2 separate regions of the Xenopus tropicalis genome follow, and region 1 is linked to region 2. The links are chromatin contacts, called in public Hi-C maps. All regions are on one chromosome and are shown on one strand. The core of a region is the stretch at or near the end of the contact, and the rest is flanking DNA. Distances in the headings are between cores, read along the strand shown.

The links. A called contact is a pair of places that touch in the nucleus more often than the background predicts.
Region 1: a contact with region 2 is called in a Hi-C map of brain, with 2.3 times the contacts expected there. The contact joins two enhancer-like sites. A contact is called at or near these places in 4 of 5 Hi-C or Micro-C datasets (brain, gastrula embryo, neurula embryo and 1 more).

The regions. Positions count from the first base shown.
Region 1 is chr7:114,325,797-114,332,174 of UCB_Xtro_10.0, reverse strand. The region is part of intron 1 of LOC105947943 (fibroblast growth factor 2-like); the gene reads right to left. Among named protein-coding and RNA genes, the nearest start is that of bcat2, 60 kb to the left of the region's middle. Within about 2 kb of position 2,989, at least 3 of the 11 cell types and tissues checked have an H3K27ac peak or open chromatin away from gene starts, as enhancers often do.
Region 2 is chr7:114,228,452-114,234,553 of UCB_Xtro_10.0, reverse strand. It overlaps kmt5c (lysine (K)-specific methyltransferase 5C), which reads right to left. Exons shown (of 9, transcript NM_001127119.1): 5 at 4,245-4,408; 6 at 2,969-2,988; 7 at 1,996-2,132; 8 at 776-966. Among named protein-coding and RNA genes, the nearest start is that of kmt5c, 11 kb to the right of the region's middle. Within about 2 kb of position 4,498, at least 4 of the 11 cell types and tissues checked have an H3K27ac peak or open chromatin away from gene starts, as enhancers often do.

The DNA.
Region 1 (6,378 bases), core at 1,740-4,239, 99 kb before region 2:
TTGTCTTTGGCCTGGCTGCTATCTATTCCCTGCCACAGGCTATTCTTTGTACATGGGATATATGTATCAGTGAGAATGACCAATCTTTAATAATCACAATGTTTTTAGTGAGTGCTATTGCAAGTACATATATTTATTTATAATTTTTCTATCTGCATGAAGGATTTCTGGAGGAGAAAGTAATAAAATGCTCCAACTGCGAAGAAGAAACCATACAATGTGTAGGGGGCAAAAGCCGCAATTGCAGCGGTAAGTAATTTACCCACAGCACGAGCGTTCTGGAAATAATGAATAAGGTTTGCGTGCCCCTATCTGTGTATTTGCTGTACTTAGTTTAATTTCTCTATACACAGAATTACGGGTGCCGTAGCCATAACTGTGCATCTGCCTCTATGTTCTTTTCCTTTGCTAACAAACTAATTGTATTTTTTTTCCTTTCCCCTAGACTTGATGCAGAAATGCCCGTGGTGCGTTTGCCAAGATGGAAAATGTTACAGTAAGTTATTAGCAAAACTTTTTGTTTCACCAGCGCAGCATAGTCAGCTGTGAGTGGTACCATGGCTCACATATATGTGAATGTATTATATATTATTACAATTATTATTGTGTTATATAGGTAACCATGTGTGCTACAATGGCCACTCTACAATGTGACTGCATTAGTGTTAACATACTGTATGTACTGATGTACAGATAGAGATTGGGAATGATACAAAGCTTGAAACACCATAGTTCTATGCCATAATAATACTTTCTGTAATAGGATAAAAAAATATTAACTGCATTAATTTATTTAATTGCAGGGAAAGATAACCCTAAGAAGAAATGCAAACCATGCCCTGGGTACATGGAATGTCTTAAAGAGATCATTCCTTGCGCCAGTAAGTGTTTTTCCCATATCCTTATCACTTGTCTTGTTTAATACTTTGCTATACAGACAGCTTTTGTGGTGATTTTAACCTCGTTAAACTGAATAATATCTTTTTGTAGCTCGCAATGTTATTGTGCAAGAGGACGGAGACTTCTATTTCAACTGCTTTGTGGAGTATCATTCCCGAATTTGGGATCAGTTGGAATATGTTCTTGAAAAGGTATTTGCTATCTGTTTATTGAACTGACCCTCTCTAATGATCTTCCATTCTAACTTTAAAACTGCTAACTGGTTGCTCAGGTTATAAGCCCTAGCAACCATTTAGCAGTTACGATTCCAGGCGGCAAAGTTGCCAATCAGAAAATTTAAATCTAAAAATGAAACATTACATCAACTGCAGATTGTCTCAGAATGGAATGTCATTATGAAAGGGTGCATTTAATTTTAAGTAGCACTGGTCTGAATGGCGCCTTATTATTGTTTATTATACATTGCTTTTCAGAAGGTGAATGGAAAAATGGTACTTGTAAAGACCGTGGATGCTCCAAAACTGGTAAAATACTTAGCTAACAAGGATGATGCAGGGGATTATACTTGTACTGCAAGATCCAAAGCTTCAAAGTTTGTCTATGGAAGTGTAGATATTATAGTAAAAGGTAAATATTCTATATTTATAAGCCTACAGCATATACAGCACTCCTTGTCAGTCATCAACCAGACATGTCAATAAGAATCACTCTAATAAATTAAGAACAGAGACTTATTAGAAGCACACAAATGCTCTATACATTATGGTCTCAGCATATAACATAATATATAGCATATATATATACAACATATAACATAATTTAGGGTACAGTTAACAGGTTATACCATGTGTGTTGGTCACTAACAGATAACTTAATTTACTAAAATGAGAGTAAATAATACTACATTACCCAAGAAAGTGAAAATGATGTTAATGTTAAAAGGCTGAACTAGAAAAGCACAAAAGTTTGGGTTGTGGAATTCACATTGCCAATAAGGCACATGGATTACCCTAAAACACCCAGCAGATGGCACTGTTCAGTAGGCAACAATTTACCCTTTCATTTTTTTCCATTTGGATGTCAAACTTTATATCAGGAATTATCTTTTATGGGTCGGTACTTAAAAATGCTGGTTAGGCCAGGCCTATTTTAGTAAAGTAAAATGTCTTCCCTTCAAAGAAAATTTGAAATGAAAGTGATGCAAAAGTGTTTCCAAACCAAAAGTGTTTCCAAACCAACAATTGTCACAGTGACAATTGTAAGCCTTATAAACACTCCTTGACTTTAATGCACATTACATGCTTATAAGATACAGTGGGCCATACCTTATATACATATTAACAGATATTGGGGTTTGCCTATCTTTTGCAGTGACACCAGCCCCAGTTACTTCTCCGCCAGTAACCAAACCCCCTGTTCAGACCAGCTCTGAAGAGCACGTCGATGACTTTACAATTATGATAGCAGCCATTTTTCTTATTGCCTTGTGCATATTGGTTACATTTGTGGCTGTTGGAATTGGGTAAGTGCATTTTAATTCTATTTCAATGTAAAGAACTGTTTAAAAGTATCACCTTCAAATGGAAAGCTTTAGTACTATATTATATTTATATCTTTAGAGTGAATACATACAGTAATTTGTATTTCTTTTACATGATGTATTTGTTAACAAGATTTTTGGCCCTTGCAGTTATTTTATGAGACGCACAAGGGAAAAAGATTTGCCAGTTCAGATGGAAAGTGGTAAACAGCAAGAGGAGAAGCTGATGAAATTGACCAAAGCAGCTTCCCAAAAACGTGAGCCACTTGAGCTGCCGTAGTCCAGTCTCCAGACAGGGCCATTCTGAGAGATAGTGGGAGCGCACCAGGAACCGTAAGTAAAGGCCAAACCCAGTGCCATAATTACATTTGCTAGAAATCCCAGAGCTGTTATTAAAGTTTTCCTCCTTGTCTCACTGTTGCCAAATTAACCCTGGGGTAAGGTGTAGGTTTTTTATCTCAGTGCTTGTATTGCACATTGTCTTGGGGGTATTTGCTTTTTTATAGGGGTTAATAATGAGTTATAGTAGCAGAAAACAAGTGGCTTACGCCCAGGGCTGTATTTATATATAGGCACCCATGAGCACACACCCAGGGCAGCAGCTTTAAAGGGGCCACCCTTGGGTGCCCATATAACAAGTTAATATCCCCAGTCACTGCAGGAGTCTTGCTGTGTGAATCTAGCAGCGGAACTTGGGGAGTGAGGGGTACCATCTACATCATAGCGTGTCGTGGGCAGAAGTGATGTCATGCTCATCCAGATATGATAGGACATCACACTCATGTGTGCATGTGCAGTTGGGGGGTGCACTTCAGTGTGGTGCCTAGGGTGGCACCGTACCTAAATACAGCAGTGCTTATGCCCAGCAAGACTTAACAGTGATAGAAGGAGAGATGAGCTTAGTGAGCAAGACAGACACCAAAGGCAGATTTTACTCTGGGGAACTGGGAAAGTAACAGGGAGAAATAATACCTATTTATACGTATATGTTTATGTATGTATTTTAATGATTATAATTGTCTTTGCAGGTGTCTGTGCCCCCACAGAAGACAGATTCAGATTTAAGGATGGAGAGGACAGAAAAAGTCAGAAGAAGAAGAGAACAGCTACGCATAAGATGGCCCTGTCTGCATTTAGATACACTGAGGCTGAAACCTGGAATACGGCCACTGCAATGAGGAAATCCCAACTACAAACTGAATGTAAATGTGAGACCTCATCTGTAGCACCTGAGGAAACATCTACAATCAACGTAGAATGAATGGAATATCTATACAGTGCTCTCTCTTTATACCTCCTACAGATATTATTTAAAGAGAGCCTGTCAGTTTCTCAGTTAACAATAGGAATGTGTTCCTATTCTTAAAAACAGTCTGAAAACGGACACGTTCTCTTTAAGACATCTGTCAGTAAGATAAATGTGGAGGTCAGGATGGATGATGTTATAGAGGGGTGGTGGTGGGTTGGGGCATAAAGAGGCAGCACTGTGGTACAGCAACTTTAGATCACAATCAAAGAACTGCTGTATTATATTCAAGCCCATCACAGTAACCAGAGGATGCTGAAATCATTACAGGGGCAACAAGTTACTTCAATCTCTCTGTATAAGAACAATGAGATTTTTAATATAAACATGTTCAGCATTTCTACAAGAATGCTAAGGTGCCAGTCGTGCCTTAGGATTTGCCCTTGTTCCTATCAGGGCCACTCCTGCCAGAGGCATTTCTTGCCTTGCCTCGTGGCTGAAGTGGTCCCTATAAATGCAATAAATGGTTAAAATGTTGATATTTTTGTATTTTTTTTTGTTTATTAGACAAATAATGTAAGCTTTTATGTAGATTTATTCTGCTATAAGGGGAAGCCGTGCACGGAGTCCTTTACTAGGATATTGCCATACAAAGTGATACCACCACTATGCGCCAAGAAGCTTCTTTATGTGCCAGTACCTGGAGTCTTTGCAACTTGCCTGGTGAAGGCACATGGAGTGGGTTTCAGAGCGGAACATCATATTCAAGCAGGATTGTTCCGAAATCCACTCCACATAGGTGCTGTACTCGTTATCTTTCAGGCTTTTTGCTTTTGCGTTGGGGCTACTTGGCCTGTCTTTGTGAGCTCCCTCTCTGTGATTTGGCTGAATTAACTTTTAGTATGTTGTAAAATTAACATTTCTTAGCAACTTTTCAATTGGTCATCATTTTAAATATTTTATATTTTTTAAATGATTTGCCTTCTTCTTTTTCCAGCTTTTAAATTGGGGCCACGGGAAGCCAAAAAATTGTTATCCGAGATTTTATTGTCATTGTTATATTGTGTTACTTATCCTTGTATATAGGCCTCTCCTATTCCAATCTCTCACTCACACCTCTGCTTGGTTGATAGGTATTTTGGACCCTAGCAACCCAATAGCTGCTAAATTAAATCTCTTAAGCTATTTAACAAAAAGCTAAATATTTCAAAGAGCAAACAATATACAAATTAAAGACCAATTGCAAATTGTCTCAGAATATCACCCTCTACATCATACTAAAAGTTCATTTATAGGCAAACAATCCTGTTTAAAAAGAAAAAAACCTTTGTTATACACTCATCTTATAAAGCCTTAGGCGTTTCGGTCTGTCTGACCCTTAATCATAGGATTCATAGATGCCTGTGATAAGAATAAGAAACTTGAATGCCTACAATTTTTCTAGTTTACAAATGGCTTGACTTTTGCCTAGGACTATTCCCATTGACTTCTGTAGACACTCGCAAGCTTCTTACATTCACGTTTTCGAGTTTTTTTAACTTAATAAATACCAGACATTCAAGTTGGATAGAACTTGAATGTCTGGATAGAAAACTGGCTACAGGATCGGGTACAGAGGGTGGTTGTTAATGGTACATTCTCTACTTGGAGTAAGGTTCTCAGTGGGGTCCCTCAGGGTTCTGTACTGGGTCCACTTTTGTTTAATTTGTTCATAAATGACTTAGGGGAGGGTATTATGAGTAATGTATCAGTGTTTGCAGATGACACAAAACTCTGCAGACCAGTCAATTCTATCCAGGATGTGACATCCCTGCAGCAGGATCTTGACCAACTGGCAATCTGGGCAGCTAAGTGGCAGATGAGATTTAATGTGGATAAATGTAAGGTCATGCACCTGGGATGTAAAAATATGCAAGCCCCGTATACCCTTAATGGGACTGCACTAGGCAAATCCCTAATGGAGAAGGACCTTGGAGTCCTTGTAGATAATAAACTTGGCTGTAGCAAGCAATGCCAGGCAGCAGCTGCAAGGGCAAACAAGGTTTTGAGCTGTATTAAAAGGGGTATAGATTCACGGGAGGAGGGGGTTATTCTTCCCCTTTACAGAGCGCTGGTAAGGCCCCATCTAGAATATGCTGTTCAGTTTTGGTCTCCAGTGCTCAAACGGGACATTATTGAGTTAGAGAGGGTCCAGAGAAGGGCAACTAAGCTGGTAAAGGGTATGGAAAGTCTCAGTTATGAAGAAAGACTGGCCAAGTTGGGTCTGTTTACACTGGAGAAGAGGCGCTTAAGAGGTGACATGATAACTATGTATAAATATATAAAGGGATCATATAATAACCTTTCTAATGTTTTATTTACCAGTAGGTCCTTCCAACGGACACGAGGGCACCCACTTCGTTTAGAAGAAGGGAGGTTCCATTTAAACATTCGGAAAGGATTTTTTACAGTGAGAGCTGTGAAGTTCTGGAATTCCCTCCCCGAATCAGTCGTTCTGGCTGATACATTATATAGCTTTAAGAAGGGGCTGGATGGATTCTTAGCAAGTGAGGGAATACAGGGTTATGGGAGATAGCTCTTAGTACTAGTTGATCCAGGGACTGGTCCGATTGCCATCTTGGAGTCAGGAAGGAATTTTTTCCCCTCTGCGGCAAATTAGAGAGGCTTCAGATGGGGTTTTTTGCCTTCCTCT
Region 2 (6,102 bases), core at 3,249-5,748:
AACCAGCCGTAAACAAAAGAAAGAATTAGAGAACATGTGGTGTTAAACACTGTCAGTAAAAATAGCCGTACGGCTGTCATAAAACACTTTACCGAATGCAATAACAGAACCCTTTCTTTCCTAAACATAATAGCTATAGGGAAATTCATTCAAAATATAAAGAGAAAATATAATCCCTGAACTCTCAAAAGAAGGAAGCCAGGTAGATTTTTTTTACTTAGGTTTTTGGCAGCCAAATGGCCTAAACTCTGAGTTTGATATTTCATGTTACGTATGATTCCTATTTTATACTGTATGTATTTTTAGATAATACTAATGTTCACATACAGCGTATATAAAGGTGTCATTTATGTACATACTGCCAATGTATATTTTGAGCCAATTAAGGTTTGTGGAATTTAAACAGATTGGTCTTTACTGTAAGCTCCTCCCACCTTATTGGGTGACACGAAATGCATTGGGCCTTTTTGTTTTATATTTATATGTAAAATACAATTGATTTTTTAATGTAAAGCTCCGGATCTCCACTATTTGGTTCAGTTTGGTGACAGACTGCACCTGTGTTTCTATGCAACTCCCTCTGCTACAGGCCTGGAGCACCTGTACCTGGATCCCCTGGAGATAACAGTAAGCGCACCTGAAATCCACAATACTGATTGGACCTGGCCCAGACAGCATTTATCAGAGATACAGAACAGGCCTGGAGAAGCTCTTGTTGTCACATTCAGTGGATAACAAGCTACTGCACCTTGGCTGAAGAAAGTGACCACTTTACCTATAGAGGGAAATCCCGATAACTCACCCGGTGGATCCTTCTTTCTCCTTGCAGTCACTTGCTGGGATTGCTTGCAGGCGCTCTCACTCAGCCGATTTAAGCGGCCGTCTGTCTCACGGAGCTGGTATTTTTCTAATGAGGTAGATACGGTCTGCTCTGTTTTTTGCTGCTTAAAAGCACCCTCCCCTTTTCTAAAGAACATAAAGACAGAGGGATAGAGGAGAGGATGGAAATGGAAGGAGAGAAAAATACAATTTTAAAGAAAGTGCTAAAAAGTACAAGTTGATGGAGAGGAAATTAATAGGCACAATATATCCCCTTGTCAAGGGGTTTAATGCCATTTATTTATTTATGTATGGTTTCTGTTAGTACTATTCTAACTTCCTGGTTCATGTGAGCAGCTTTTTCTTTTTGTATTATTCTTTATAGTTTTTTCAATTATCTGCCTCCCCTTCTGTATCTTTCCAACTACTGCTCAGTGAGCTTACAATTTTATAATTTCTTTTATACCTTATCTTTCTATTAAGGGCCTCTCCTATTAATATTTCAGACTCTCATTCAAACGACTGTCTGGTTGCGAAGATAAGCTAGACCATAGAAACACCAGGCAGCTGATGAAATTCCAAACTGAAGAGCTACTGAACTAAAAGCTAAATTGGAAAACACTTATACACACAATATAGAAAATAATAAGCTGCTCCTTATCTTACAGAACAACATGTGCAGTTGTGGTGCGGGGTTTGATACACACACACACACTTCACAGGTAATAAAACCATGAAACCCCCCATTGTAGTTTCCTTACATCCCCAGTGTAATGCAACCCCACATTTACCTTGTTCCATTGTGACTTGAACTCAGAGGGCCCATTGCTTCACAATGGAAAAAGGTAATGGGTGGGGTTGCATTACATTGTGTACAATAACATATCAGCCTTTACACACAACTGTTCATTTCCCTTTTAACAATCATGCACTTAATTTTTTTCCAACCTCGTGTCTCACTTCTGCCTGCCCCCCTTATATTATAAGCCCTTACGGCAGGGCCCATAATACCCTGAATGCATTGGTTCGTCTGTGTGACAATCTTGTACCCCATGTACAGTTCTGTACGTTGGAGCTTGATAAATAATAATAAATGTATAAATGTGGGAGATGCCATAATGGCTGCCAGTGAAGTCCTTCAAAACAAAAAGCATTGCATATTTACAAAATTCTCACCTTTCACAAGTGCAACATTCACACAATTCATTTTTCTCTCCAAAAAAGCTGTCTCCATAGAAGCATGTGATCTCTTCGCCTGATTTGATTTCCCTGAGAACCTTTACACAAGCGGTGTTTCCCTCTGTTGGTACAAACTGTACAGGGGAGGGGCAAATTGGTTATACATAATATAAAATAATTGTTATACCATGGTCAACAGCTTTCGTTAACTATAAGTGTGACACAGACATATTTAAGCCCACAATCAGCCACAGAGGGAAGTAAAACACAAGCTAACTAACTGCAGATGGGAAACTGTGGCTTATTTAAAAGAAGTGAAACATTTTAGACCCTTTGTTAAAATAAATGAATAATAATTTTTCCAAATGGAAGAACCTAGCGAGATAGACCTAGAGCATTATGTTCCTCTAATGGTTCCCAAACTGTGGAACTGACTCTAGTGGATGAGGGCAGTGACTGATGAGGGGATTAGACTGAAGGCCAGTTAGGGTGGAATCTGAGAAGAACGGGCATTTGTTTATTAATTTGTTAATTAATTTTTTTTTTTTTTTAGACACAACCAAAAAGGTCAGTCCAAGTGAGATCTGGGGTGAATATGAATTTGCGGTTCTAGAACTAAAACCGATGCACCGATAGTTTCCTATATCTGTACCCATTTCATGTGCTGGTGGTACCCTGACCAATGGGATGCTTAAACTGAAAGTTTCACGATCATTGCTCTAAGCCCCAAAGGGCTGATCAGGTGTTGTGACATGAAATTAATTCTAATATTCTAAAACTATTCTAAGACTAACAGCTAGTCTGTTTTATATCCTTAATAGAACATTTGATTATCAACCATTCAACTGGGACCAAAATGCGACACATGAAAGTCCCCTAACATGTATGAAATACAGCTTGCACAAAAGTGGGAAAATGATTTATGTAATGCATAAACACAGCAAAGACACGCAAAATGGAGAGCACCTACCTTGCAGTTTGGCCGACAGTCTTAAAGTATCCGTGTCGAGCAGCATTCCCAAACACAGCGTGGGGAAGAAAAAGGCAACATTTTAGAATGGCCACAAATTCATATCAACTATTATGAAAGAAGAGATAAAAAGGGCACTAATTTGGTACAGGTAAGGGACCTGCTATCCAGAATGTTTGGGACCTGGGGTTTTTCAGATAAAGGGTCTTTCTGTAATTTGAATCGCCATACTTTTAGTCTTATATAAAATACTAAATAAACCCAAAAGGATTGTTTTTCCCCCAATAAGGATCAATTATATTTAAGTTGGGATCAAGAACAAGGTACTGTTTTATTATTACAGAGAAAAGGGAATCATTTTACCATGAAATAAACCCAATAGGGCTGTTCTGCCCCCAATAAGGGGTAATTATATCTTAGTTGGGATCAAGTACAGGTACTGTTTTATTATTACAGAGAAAAGGGAATCATTTAACCAAGAAATAAACCCAATAGGACTGTTCTGCCCCCAATAAGGGATAATTATATCTTAGTTGGGATCAAGTACAGGTACTGTTTTATTATTACAGAGAAAAGGGAATATTTTTTTTTTTTTTAAATTAGATTTGTATAAAATGGAGACTCTAATAAAGTCTTCCCATAATTTGGAGCTTTCTGGATAATGGGTTTCAAGATAACAGATCCCATACCTGTACAACATATTTAGAATATATAACCAATTATATTACGTTCGCTTATTAATCTCTCATCAATAGAAGACTATGCTCAGCTATCTTACAGTAAGTTCAATTGCTTGCTTGTATTAAAGTCTTTAGCAGAGCAACACCACTTATAACCACCTGATGGCACTGTTCTCTCATTCCTATAAAGCAGTGTTCCCCAACCAGTGGCTCAGGAGTAACATGTTGCCCCCAGTGGCCTCAAAGCAGGTGCTTATTTTTAAAAATTCTAGCAAGTTTTGGTTGCATAAAAACCAGATGTACTGCCAAACAACCTCCTGTAGGCTGCCAGTGCACATAGGGGCTACCAAATAGCCACAGACCGTATTGTGCACCCCTAGGACATTTTTCATACTTGTTTTGTTCCCAAACTCTTTTTTACATTTAAATGTTGCTCACAGAAAGGTTGGGGACCCCTGCTATAAAGGATAAAATTGCACAGAGAAGCAAGGACCATTCCCCTGAATGGCTACTTATAAATATGATCATTAAATGACAGCCACTTATACATCATATTTACCTTAATTAAAATGGAGAAGACAATCCAATTGACTTACCGTGGTTGATGAAGGCAGCCGGCCCTAGCCAGAGCTGTGCACACTTTTTCCGAGTGGAGTACATGACGCTAAAATCATTATCTCCAAAACGGAGCAGGGTCTCGTCTGCTTTGCTTAGTTCAGCGATGCACCCCACCAGGAGCTCAATCTTTTCATTCTTGCACCTAAAATACCAACAGACACATGCTAGAGAATACAAAGGGCAGAAGAAGACAAAGGTTCACACCTTGCAATGATCTCAGGGTGCCTTTGTCTCTGCAGCTGTGAGTACGGCACAGGAAAGTCATTATCAGCTAAAAATAAGGGTGGGGATGTTTTTATGGGCTAATTGTGCGCTCGGCACCAAGGAGATTCCCACTGATTATTGTGAAACATGATCCACTGCCGTTTCTTATACATTCCCCCAAGGGGTTTGAAGGCAAAGACAAATTCCAAGCAAATCACATGTGCCATTATGCTTAGAGATGAAAACCTAAAGGCACAAAGCTGTGTGCAGCGGCCACTATAGCAGTCATACACGGCCCTTTTACCATTCAGACCGTTTTATACCAGTCACTTGTGGTACTTGTTAGCATACTGAACTGCCAATACATACATTTATATTCCTCAGATTGAGAGGGAACCATGATAGCCTGACCCTCAGACCATTCCCAATCCTTTGCTCTCTGTTCCTACCACAGAAAGCAGAAAGAATTCATATCTCAGCATCCATCAGTTCAACACACGAGGAAAGGGTTAGAGGACTACCAGCCTTAATTAACAATTAAAGGGGTAGTTCACCTTTAAATTAGCTTTTAATATGTTGCAGACATTGATATTCTGAGAGAATTTGCAATTGGTCTTCATTGTCTAATTGTTATGGTTTTTCAGTTAGCTTTTTGTTCAGCGGTATTTGGTATTTTAGCAGCTATCTGGTTGCTAGAGTCTTATTAACCCTAGCAACTAGGCAGTGGTTTAAACTAGGGATGCATCGAATCCGGGATTCAGCAAAATCCCGGTGGTTTTTTAAGGATTTCGTTTCGGCCGGATCTGCGTATTAGCATATGCTAATTAAAATTCAGAAAGGGTTAAATGGGCAGTGAAAAAAGATTTTTAACCCCTTCCAATCCTAATCAGCATATTGTAATAAGGTTCGGTCGAATCCTGCTGGGTGGGTTCGGAGTTTCTGCTGAACCCAAAAAAGCGGGTTCGTTGCATCCCTAGTTTAAATAAAAGATGGGAGTATGAATAACATAGGGCCTGCATAGAAACATAAGGAATAAGAAGTAACAATAAAATTGTAGCCTCACAGAGCAATAGTTTTATTTGGTCAGCGACCCCTATTTGTAAGCTGAAAAGAGACAGAACAGAAAGACAAATAATTCAAAAACTATTAAAAATAATTAATGAAACCAACTGAAAGTTGCTAGGAATAGGTCATTCTATAAACATACTAAAAGTTAACTTAAAACTAATTGTTGTGCCAATAATATGGATTCATGCAGATTAGTTACCATTGAGTATGGGCTACAAATATGGGATTCGTTCTCTGGAAGCCTATTATGCAGAAAGCTCCAAATTATGGGATGTCCACCTCCCACAGACTCCATTTTAATTAAATAATTCTAATTTTTAAAAAGTATTTCCTTTTCTCTGTAATAATAAAACAGTACCTGTACTTGATCCCAACGAAGATATAATTACCCCTTATTGGGGGCAGAACAGCCCTATTGGGTTTATTTAATGGTTAAATGATTCCCTTTTCTCTGTAATAATAAAACAGTACCTGTACTTGATCCCAACTAAGATATAATTACCCCTTATTGGGGGCAGAACAGTCCTATTGGGTTTATTTCATGGTTAAATGATTCCCTTTTCT